Linked DNA regions of Anas platyrhynchos: region 2 is linked to region 1. The links are chromatin contacts, called in public Hi-C maps. All regions are on one chromosome and are shown on one strand. The core of a region is the stretch at or near the end of the contact, and the rest is flanking DNA. Distances in the headings are between cores, read along the strand shown. Region 1 overlaps HIP1R (huntingtin interacting protein 1 related). Region 2 holds the start of ABCB9 (ATP binding cassette subfamily B member 9).

Region 1 (5,439 bases), core at 853-3,352:
CTGAGCAAGACGCCAGCCTGCACCGGGCGCAAGCCGTCAACTTCTAGTGGGACCGAGGGGACGGAGCTGGGGCCCAGCCCCGGGGTGGGGGCAGCCACAGCAACGCTCTTATGTCTGTGTTTTAAACAGATCGCCTTGCCTCTGCACTGGTGTGCCTTCGTGCGCGGGGGGTCTCCTCCCTGCCTGGCCTGAGAAACTGGATTTTTTTTTCTAAAGTGACTTTTATTTTTTTTCACTCAGTTCCTATCAGTAGAGTTGTCGGCGTCCTGCAGTTCCCCAAGCAGTGCAGGATGCCCTCCTCGTGGCCTGCTGAGCAGCTCGCCCAGTTTAACTTAATTTGGGATTCTTTTGGGTTGATTTTTATTTTATTTTTTATCAGCTCTAGACATTTTCAGTAAATGTAGCTCTCTACTGTACTGCTTAGACCCTTTCAAAGAACTGTGCAATGTTTTTGAAGTAGGAAACTGCTGGGCTTTTCTTGCAACTGTTTTTTTAAATTCCCCTTTTTCAGGAATAATTTGACTTTGTTTCAGCGTGGGATCAGCTCTCAACAGAGAAGGGGAATTTAGCTTTAACAGGCGTGAGGAACATTTTGTAAGGGAAAAAGCAGGTATTGACACACTGGCAATAAGGATATAAACATTTTTATTTCCTTTTCTATTTTGTATTACTACAGCAACAGCAGGGGATCAGTTGCATTATGTTTTATATGTAAGATAATTAGCAGAATTAAACCTAACCGTGGCCTGCAGGAGCCAGGGGACGTTAAACATGGCAAAGTCTGCAGCAATAAGGGAACGCTGATGGGAAGAGATGGGGGGCAGAGGAAACGTAATCAGCTGTATCTTCTCCTTGAACTACTACCATGATGTAGATTATTAAAGCAGCAATATTTAAACAAGGTGTGGTGCTTGGGCAGCGGTGGGGTTGGCACTAAAGCGTTTTCCAGAAGGTGCTGAATTGCCTCCTGGTGGGGAAGTGCCTCGGGGGAGTTCAGTGATGGTACAGGGGTGGGATGGGTGAGATGTGGCCGTGAGATGGAGGCTCCTCGCTGCCCCTCTGGGCCCCCATGGGCAGGAACAAGACACCAGGAAGGGTTTTGAGCCAGGGTGGCTTTGTGGCGGATCATACAGGCGATGAAAGCTGTGGCTGAAGGCACAGGGCCAGGCACCTGCACCCAGGGCTTGCTGCTGGCTGCAGGGCACCCGCCCAAAGTCAACGGGGAAGTCTTTGGCAAACCTCAAGGTTACTGACAATTTATTTGAAATTGCTTCCGCTTCAGCCTTAGGATGACAGAAAGGAGATGTTTCAAGGAATCTGTTATTCTGCAGGGCTGAGTTTCACTTCAGCTTCTGGCACAACTCAGGTGCACCCATGGACACCTGAAGCAAAGACACCCATAAGAGGGTGAGCACAGCACCTGTGCAGCTAAGAGGAGCAGTGTGAGGGGCCATTAAAAAAAATACCGAGAATCAACATTTTCATCCAGTTCTGCATGACACTAAAGCAATTATAAAATTTGATACAAGCCACAGTACAAAGCATGTACATGTAGTTCACCATTAACAATAGACTGTGATGCTGTTTGTTAGAATTACAACTTGCTATATCTAAAGAATGAAACCTTTAGAAAGCATTTTATTATTCAATAGTGTAGCTGCCTCCTGAAGACCTAAGTTTTCTGCAGTTACACATCACAAACCATATTACCAGGTTATAAACAACCCACCCTGGCAGCGTGGTGAGCTGTAATTCTCATTTCCCAACCAATCATACCCGTAAAGAAGAGCCCACATCTTGAAAATGGGCTTTGGTGTTTGTTAAATACTGGTGTCACTGGGCAAGACAAGCAGCTAGCTGACTCCTGCAAGCTACAGGGAGTGCTTCCCCAGCCTGACAAGGCACATTCTTCCCTGGAAGGCAAAGCAAAGCTCTTATCTGCAGCAGCACTGGAGGAAAGGCTTTAGTTTATTGGGTGACCAATAAATACCACACCGTGCTGTCACGTTACAGCACCAACCGTGGCCAGCCCTGTACTTCTAAGTTTCGTTTCTTCCTGAAACCCTTTCTCTTCACACAAGGAAGTGCTTGCTGCGGTAGCTTGCAGTCTATTTATAGGCAGTGATAACGCTGTATTTGCTGGGAGACTGACGTCACCCTGGCCACTCACACCAGCACATCTCATAATGGAAATATTGATTAATCAAGAATGCTAACTTTCAAATTGTGCTACCGTAAATCTAGCCACAGCTCTATTTAAAGTTTAAAGAATTCAAAAGCAAAGCGATATTGGCTTTAAAAGCAGTCCTGTGGGTGAATGGAACTTGTTCAACAACGCTGCTGTTTCATTATGGTTTACTTAAATCAATACTTGCAGAGGCTGCAGGTAAAGTGACCCGTGCAAGCATGTACAAAGTCAAAAAAAAATAACAGCACAAACTAGCCCCAAATGCCATTTAAAACAAAACTTACGTACTAAAGTAGTTTTATATCAAAATTAAGCTTGCTGTCCATTTTAAGATTGCCTCAATTCCCATTCTTTTTGGAAAGTATTTTCTAGTCATAGCAGTCATGAAAAAAAATAAACAAACCACATCACAAACTGTCTATGCAAAGGTTTAGTCTAAGATTCCATCAAGACGCCCTGCTGTACAGGATCCAATTTGCTAATGAGTTTTAAATGCCATTATTGTATCCGTAGAGCAAGGAACATGCTTAGAACTGTGCCGAGAACAAATTTTACTCACTACTTGCGACAAAAACAGTGGAAAATAACCAAGAGAAAGATGTGAAACATGACAGTCTGCTCCCTCCTACCAAGGGTAGTTCAGTGCAGTTTATTTTTCTTGAAGCAGTTTTCAAGCAGCCTCTTATTGAAGCCCTCCTCTCCCCCCACCCTCTGGCTTCCTCGGCAGCCAAACCTCGTGTAACCACAAATGAGTTTGGATGTGAGCGCACAAAGCAGCTGAAGTTGAGCACCTGCACTGTTAGAGAGAGCGAGATTTAGAAAACACAAGTCTCCCAGATCACTAAGAAGAAAATACTCCATTGAAAGTAAGCACACAAATACAAAATGCTGCTATTACAAGCTTTAGGAAATCAGGTAAGAAAGAAACTTCTGTAAAAATGTTTTTAAGAGCCCTTCAAGCCGTGAGCAGCCGCCACCCACTTGCGGGGTGGGTTATTTCCCTTCTGAGCCTAACCTGCAGGGCACCAGGTAAGTGCTTCTGTGCAACACTGTTCTTGGCACAGGCATTCCCTGAATGGCCCAATTGGGAAAATTACTTGGGAAGGAAAGAAATCTCAGCCAAGACAGACATTTTACAAACACCCCTGGGGTCAGCTGACTTAATTTAAAACAGCACGATGCAAAGAGGCTGCATATAGCCCGTGCAAAACATCACTGGTAGTGTGGGACAGCTAACAGACACACACACACAGAGCACCCCAAAAGGCAGCATAGCATTTCCACAGCACAGTCAGCCGGGGCACATGAGTGTCATAAAGCTTCAGGTGAGAAATCAGAAAAAGAATTTCAAAAGAAATCAGTCTAAAAAGCACCCCGTGCTTCAATCACAGTGACAAAGACTCAGAAGTAAACAGGCAAACCTGTAGAAGATTCTGTCGGGGTTGATTAATGTGCAACTGGAAGAGGACTCAAATTAGAGGAACAAGTGTTACAGTAGGATGTGTATAGGTTTGTGTGACCTCCAAAGCCAACTTCCAAAGAGAAGGGAGGGCTCAAGACATGAAACACTACCTGTGTCACCAACACACCGCTTGCAGCTTTTGTGTTAATTTTTTTTTTTGTTGTTATCAGTTACCCAATTGACATGTGGGTCCCCTACCTGGCAGCATCTCACTGCACTGGCTTTCTCTCCTTTGGCTAAGGAACAATCACACCTAGATCAATGGTTTAGCACACAGTGGCCCCATGGAAGGGCATCTGAACACCCCCGTTTCGGAACAGGCACTTCTCGAGGCTTGGTGCATACCTCCAAACCACGGGCATTGCTGCAGATTCTTAGGAGAGCCGCGTTAAGGAGCTGCAGCTTTTACATAACACCACCTCCTTCCCTCGCCCACCTGCACTGAGTCAGCACAGCAAGCTTTCTGTAGTTGTAGTTCCCTATTTCTGCATTAGCAGAAGGTGATCAAATCTCTGCAGCCACCACAAATGGAACACATCAAGAAGAAAAAAGGAAAAAAAAAATTAAAAAGGGATTTTCTCCCCTATATTATCATCAGTTATTCTGCAGCAGGACTTCTATTTAACATTGTTATTAAAATGACGTTACAGAAAATTACATCAGGTTCTTTCTGCTCTCTGACTCATATTCCTAAATAATTTTGGTTGACTCATTTCTTCTCACTTGGCTGAAATCTAAGTTTTTCCTCTATTAACAAATAAAAGCGGGCTTCCCCCTTCTCTCAGCTTTTCCAGGCCAAGACTAGACACTTCCACTGTTCTAGGGAAGCGCAGGAAACAAAACTGCAGAGATTTGACCTGGCAAAACAGCCCACCCACCTCTTCGCTATGATTAAGATGTGCAGAACCTGAGTATACGTGTCCTGTATCAGCTGCACACACAACGTATATCCAGCCACTAAAAACACAAGCAATGGATTTATTATGAGCAGTTATTTTCCTGTAAATTTAAGTTCCACATTCAGCTACAACTGTATGTGATGTATATACATCATTAGTATTAAAAAACATGAGCATTATCTCCACCGTGATTGAAGGAAGCCGCAATGGGAACATGACACCAGGAGATATGATATTTTATTTAAAATCAGACCACAGTAGATTACAGAAAGACTTATTATGCAAACAAATCCACTGTACATTTCACAACTTGCTAGGCATATAAAATTGCCCCTTTATTCAACTGTCCAGCATTACACAAAGAAACCATTCAGGTGCAGGACGACTCTACCTCCTCTGAACTCAACGTTTGCCAAGTAGCTCTGTGTTCAGGCTCGAGGAATTGTCAGCTGGAGCTCTACGTCTAATTCACTATTCCAGTTTGAGAGGGCAGAAACATCCACAAGAGGTGGAGACTGAGGTTACGAAGTGGGAGCACTAAACAAAACGGCCACCCACAACTGGACTGTGCCCAGGGCCCTGCCTCCTGGAACTGCATCAGAGCTTGTATCCTAAAGAGTCCCTCCAGGGTCACGGTACAACCGTGACCCGTGTGGATCAGCTGTGTCGGAACAACTGACTCCGCTTCCTCCGAGAGACAGCACTGAGGTGCAGCAAAACTCAACCTAGAGTTAGACCCATTCAATGCTGACCATCATTCCAAAAAAAACCCCAACAACCCTAACCACACACAATTGAATTAGTCATAACTTACAAAATCTGCGTACAAAAGACTGGCAAACGTAATGCCATCATTTTCAGAGAGCATTTTCAACCCTACCAACACTCTA
Region 2 (5,439 bases), core at 955-3,454, 37 kb after region 1:
GGAGCCCCCCACGTGGCTCCTTCCCTCCCGACGAGAGGCAGAGCACCCCACGTCCCCCTCTAGCCCCTTTGCTCACCCAGCGCGGCCACCAGGAGGAAGAAGGAGGCGATGCCCAGGAAGAAGGCGTCCGGCTTGGTGTACGACAGCAGCTTGTGGATGGTGGGACCCGCCGCCTCCTCCCTCTTGTCCCGGGGGGCATCGCAGCTCTCCTCCGCCTCGGTGCGGGACTCGGAGCCATGCCCCAGTGCCTCGCGGGAGGACGTCACGCAGGCCAGCAGCTGCCACAGCCCGAAGGTGGCCGCCAAAGCCACGTAGGTCCAGGCAAAGAGCCCCCAGAACCAGGGGTCCTTGATGGTCCTGCGCACCTCGGAGTAGAGCAGCAGCTTCACCATCATGTAGATGCCCATGAGGAGGCAGACGACAGCGATGAAGGTCCGCGAGGCCCTGAGGCGCCGGGGGCCGTAGGCTGTGTTGGTGGCCACCCCGATGGAAGCCCCCAGCAGCACGCAGCTGCGGTAGAGGCAGCCCCCCCAGACGTCCAGCAGCGAGTTGAAGATGTTGAAGTGCCGCAGGTCCTGCAGGATGTCCCGGCCGCCCCGGCCGTGGGCGTAGAGCAGCGTGGTGACCACCACATCGACCCCGCTCAGCACCAGCGTGCTGGCCACCGCCTTCCAGGCACGCATCCTCCCGGCCGGGTTGGGAGCCACTGAGGCGGTGGGGGGGGACGGTTCTAGTGCAGGGAGGACATGGCCACAGTGTCCTCTGTGTGGGGTGAGAAGAAGGGGATGGGGTTGGCATTCGCCACCGGGAGGTGGTGGGGAAAGGGGAGCAGGGTGCGAGTGCCTGTAGGGGAAGCCATGCCAGCCGCCCAGCATCTTGATCCCAAACACCGCTATCTGTTCCTTCGTCCCCTCCTCTTCCCCTCTGTATCTCTCTGAAATATTTCATGGAATTGGAAGCCCAAATGAAGACAAATTCCCCCTCCCACATCTCTCCATCCATCCTAAATCCTGAGCCTGAAACCTCCCCTTGCATCTCAGTGGGAAACTTCATCCTCGCTTGCTGTGATGGCCCCAGGCCCACCCTGAGGTCCCAGCTGGGCAATGCCGGGACATGGGCACAGGGCCACGGGGCCAGGACATCTGTGCAGCCCTCGTGCCCTGCACTATGGAGCCGTGTGGTTATTGAACACAGATATTTGGGATCTGAGGGTCCCTTCCTGCTTTCCCTGGGAGGGAGCTGAAATCAAGCACTTGATCAAAACCCTATGAAACCGTATCAAAGCAGAAGGGAGAGCAGCTCTGCTTTGTAACAGCTTCTCCTCTTCGAAAACCAAAAAAAAAAATGCATTATCTCCAAAAAATGCATTATCAGTGATGTCTTGAGGCCCCTTCCAACCCCTACAATCCTGTGATTACAGCTCCAGGAGCCACAGCACCCTCCCAAATAACCATTTGGGGCAACCCTCCGAAGGTGCTGCATAAAATTCGGAGGCTGCATAAAATTCATTAAAAAAATCACGAGGGAAAACTACAAAGCAGCTGGAAACCCACGACCGCATCCCACGGGAGAGGGAGGCTCCGAGGCGGGACACCGCCCTTGCTACCACGCGGAGCTCCGACCCCACGCAGGGATGCTTGGGACCGGCTCCGAAGTGACATAAAAAGCAGTAAAAAAATAAAAATAAAAAAGCGGGACTTCCTGAGCTATGCCCAGAGGTGCTGCGCTTCAGGACGAGGCAGCGTGACCGATCCACGCGGGATCAGCCCCGTGGAGCAAGGAAGGGCCCTACAAAGGCCCCCCGCGATCCGTGGGCACCGGGGCGTTGCGGGGTCCACGGAGAGCCCTTTTGGGCTCTCCGTGGACCCCGCAACGCCCCGGTGCCCCTGTATGGGGTCTTGCCCCACCCCAGCATCCTCCCACCCACCTACCCGCACAACCCACGCAGCAGCTTTTCCCCGCGCCGCACCCCCTTTTCCCACCAACCACCACCTCCGCCCAGCCCTCCGTGCTCCGGCCATTCCGTAAAAACCCTCAAAACCGGCGCGGAGCCCCCAAAACCCTCCCAAATCCCAACCCACGCAGCGCGCCCCAGCCCCGTTCCCTACCTGCGGCGGCTCCGGCGCCGGCGCGCCCGCTGCGGGAGAAGGTCGCGGGTGGGCGGGGCTTATCCCAATAGGCCACGCCCACATCCCCCTTAGCCACGCCCCCTCGCTGCGGCGCTTTCCCGCCGGCGCCACCGTGTGCCGGGAACGGGGGGTGACCAAAGGGGAGGGGGGCACCGGTGTCGCCCCCCGGTGTCACCCCCCCGGTGTCCCCCAGCCCTGCACCGCCTTGGCCAGGGAAGCCTCAGGGTCCCCCCCCGCACCCTGCAAAATTTCACAGAATTTATTTTATTTTTGGGTAGGAAAGAAGAGGGAAAAGATGAAAGGGCCCTAAACTGGGCTCGGTGGGGTTTTATATGGACCCCAAATACAAGGAAACGTCAAACCCGGCTTGATGGGGTTTTAAATTAGCCCCTAATAATTAACCCCTACTACAAGGAGTGCTGCGAGGGGTCTGTTTTCAAGAAATTCGGCTTATAAATGTTTTTAAGCCCAGACAAGCTCGTGCCAGCACTCAGCCTCTTCCCTGCTCAGCTCCCAGGTGGGGGACAAGTGACACCGGGGTGGCCTGGGTCAGGGGTCCTAGCACGGGACTTTAACAGGGTCTGCAACCCCGGCAGTGCAGGATCTATGAGATTCCTGGAGTTCACCCCCCTGTCCGGGGTGGAACAGAAGGAAGAAGGCAGTTTTCTCCGCCTGGATGACCAACAAATGAGAATCTTGCATTTCGTTGTCGATTTTAATTCTGCTACTGAGTGCTCACAACTAAACAGCTCGCTTCAAGCCATCCCCACGGCCACAGGGATGCAGCCAGACCTGGCGTGGCTCTTCCCGGGTCAGGCTGCCAGCGGGGAGGGCAGATTTAAGCTGGAGGAAGCAGACTGCGACCTGGTGAACACCGCCTCCTTTCTGGTCCTTCCCCTTTCTGCCCCCAGATCGCTCCCCAGGCCTCAGTGCACTGATTCCCGTGTTCCAGGAGGAGCCTCTCGGCACCACCGAGCCCCCTGCTGCCCCCAGATGAGGATGGTGCCACTTCTCTGTGCCGTAGGGATGGTCCAAATCCGGACCAGGAAGGGATGGAGCAGAGCCCCTTGTCTGAACCTTCCCTTTCCTCGCTCCCCAAGACAGAGTAGGTGCGTCCACGCGCTGGGCTCCCACACAGCTGGGACACGACCCTCGGGAACAGTTCGCTCTGCTGGCCCCAGCCCCGCAGGACCCCCAGAAACGCCCCAGCAGTTAACTGGTTTTCTTCCCCCCGGCCATGCTCTGCTCAGGCGGCAGGACTGTCTCGATTTGGAAGGACACAAACTGGCCCTTCTTCAGTTTCTTGAGGGGAGAGGTACCGTTGCTCCCAAACACGTTGTCTTCCACTTTGAAGGCGAGAGAGGGCAGGCCCCGGCTTTTCCTCTTCATGCTCTTGCGCTCCCGCTTGTAGGCTGTGGTCATGTTGGCGATCACCTGGAAAGCAGAGGAGAGGCTGCTTAAAAATCAGCTCAGCCCTGCTGCAGCTCTGCGGGCAAAAGCTGTACCGACAGCGTCAGCACTGCTGGCGGCACCTCGAGGCACGGGAGGGACCAAACGAGGTCTTTCCACCTCATCAGCCCCAAACTCGCAGAACTCATGGTAAGAAATGACAATTTGTGGCTGTGCTCAGAGTTCTCCATCAGTAGAGGGCAGAATGGGATCTAGGCTGGAGCTTCAGGAAGCTCCGAGCACCTCCTGTCAACCACAGCTCCTGCTCCTGCCCCGTTTGCAGGTGGTACCAGCGACCCGGACACCAGACAGGGCAGGACACCTCAGTGTGACCTCGTCTACCTTTTTTTTTGGCACACAGGTCTCCAAGCACTTCCCAAAGGACACTGAGGCTATTTTTTGAGGCAGGAAACTAAGACACGGAGACAAAACACTTTACCCAAGGTCTCCCCACAAATTAGAGCCAGTCAGGAACTGAACGCTGGCCTCGCTCCCTGAATCCAGCCCACGGGGCCGCCGGCCTTCATGGGGGAGAGCCCACAGGCAAGGGACTCCTGTGGGGTGGCATTTCTGGACAGACAGGGGGCTTGGCAGCAAGACTTACGATTTCTTTCACAGCATTCTGCTGCTCCTGCACGGCAGCTGTGAACGGGGGGAGGCCGTCTGCCTTGCTGGAGCTAACGCCCTGCTCCTTGGAGTCCTTGACGAAATCCACCTGCAAGGCACAGACACGTGGGCGTCACCCTGTCACCACACCAGCACCAAATGTCCTGCATGACTCCGCTCCGCCGAGCGGTTACCTCGGAGGACAGGCAGACGTATCTGTTGAACATGAGGAAGAAGGGGGTGTACTTGGTGGCGGCGTTGACCGAGGTGCGGAAATCGAAGAGCACGGGGTCGAGGTGGGTGTCCCACTCGCCGGGCTTCTCGCTCACCACGCTGCAGATGGAGGATCTCAGCACCTCGGCGCTGCGCTCGTCCAGGCTCGCGCAGTCGGCGGGGTCTGCGGGGGTGAGGATCTGTGAGATGTTCCAGCGCTCGCAGAGATGCCGGCTGACCTGCAAAGGGCACCGCAGCAGTGAGCGGCCTCCCCGTGCCATGTGGCTGCAGGGGGGGGCACTCACAGCGCTGCCTGTAGCAAAAAAAAAAAATGGAGCAGAAACGCTCCCCGAAGCCTGAGGTACTACAGGAGAGGGAGAAAGGTGTTAGCGGGCATGGCAAGCTTGCTGGAGAAGTCATGGCCTGACCAAGTATTTTGCAACAACCTTTGTAACTGAGCTTGAGGCTTCTCACAGCACTGGCAAACTGGGTTAATCCCAGCGTAGGGCAGAAAGCTCAGGGGCATCATCTCATGGGACTCTTCCTTCCGAGCAGAGAGGCTGCAGTGCGCCTGGAGAACTTGCACCACCCGACTACGGCCTCAGATCAGGGTGAAAGCTTTGGAAAGCACCTACAGGGTGGTAACAGGGCTGGGGCTGGGAGGTGGCAGCAGCAGCTCCTTGCACCCCGTGCACGGTGCGCTGTGGCTCTGCCTGTCGGACCTGCTGTCTAAAAAAAGCTTGAGATCACGTTGCTTTCCCCTGAACCACCCAGCGTGTGACCTACCTCCTCGCAGAAGTCCCAGCTCTGACTGGCGTAAATGTTCTTGGACGCTCCGAACCTGAACAAGAAGAGGACACACAATTGGTTTTACTCCACAGACCACAAAGCAGAGCAGCCGATCCTCACAGGAAATGGGGTACAGGAGGGACAGAGGGTCCCCAGTGGGGAGAAGCAGGCGTGACCTCGCCTTGCCGAGAGCAGGGAGAGCTCTGCTGCCCGTATCTGTTCTGAAACAGCCAGGCCTGTTTGTTCAGGAATG

The links. Hi-C and Micro-C count contacts between places; a contact is called where the count stands out from the background.
Region 2: a Hi-C map of F5 follicle shows a contact between it and region 1, with 2.0 times the contacts expected there. The contact joins the promoter of ABCB9 here to the enhancer-like site in region 1. A contact is called at or near these places in 4 of 8 Hi-C or Micro-C datasets (F5 follicle, liver, skeletal muscle and 1 more).

The regions. Positions count from the first base shown.
Region 1 is chr16:3,199,134-3,204,572 of IASCAAS_PekinDuck_T2T, forward strand. It overlaps HIP1R (huntingtin interacting protein 1 related), which reads left to right. Exons shown (of 31, transcript XM_072024602.1): 31 at 512-901. The coding sequence ends at 517. VPS37B (VPS37B subunit of ESCRT-I) reads right to left here. Exons shown (of 4, transcript XM_027469816.3): 4 at 4,770-5,439. Among named protein-coding and RNA genes, the nearest start is that of VPS37B, 17 kb to the right of the region's middle. Within about 2 kb of position 2,103, at least 5 of the 8 cell types and tissues checked have an H3K27ac peak or open chromatin away from gene starts, as enhancers often do. A contact at or near this core is called in F5 follicle, where this site is marked.
Region 2 is chr16:3,236,227-3,241,665 of IASCAAS_PekinDuck_T2T, forward strand. It overlaps ABCB9 (ATP binding cassette subfamily B member 9), which reads right to left and starts at 2,205. Exons shown (of 12, transcript XM_027470031.3): 1 at 2,109-2,205; 2 at 77-762. The coding sequence starts at 683.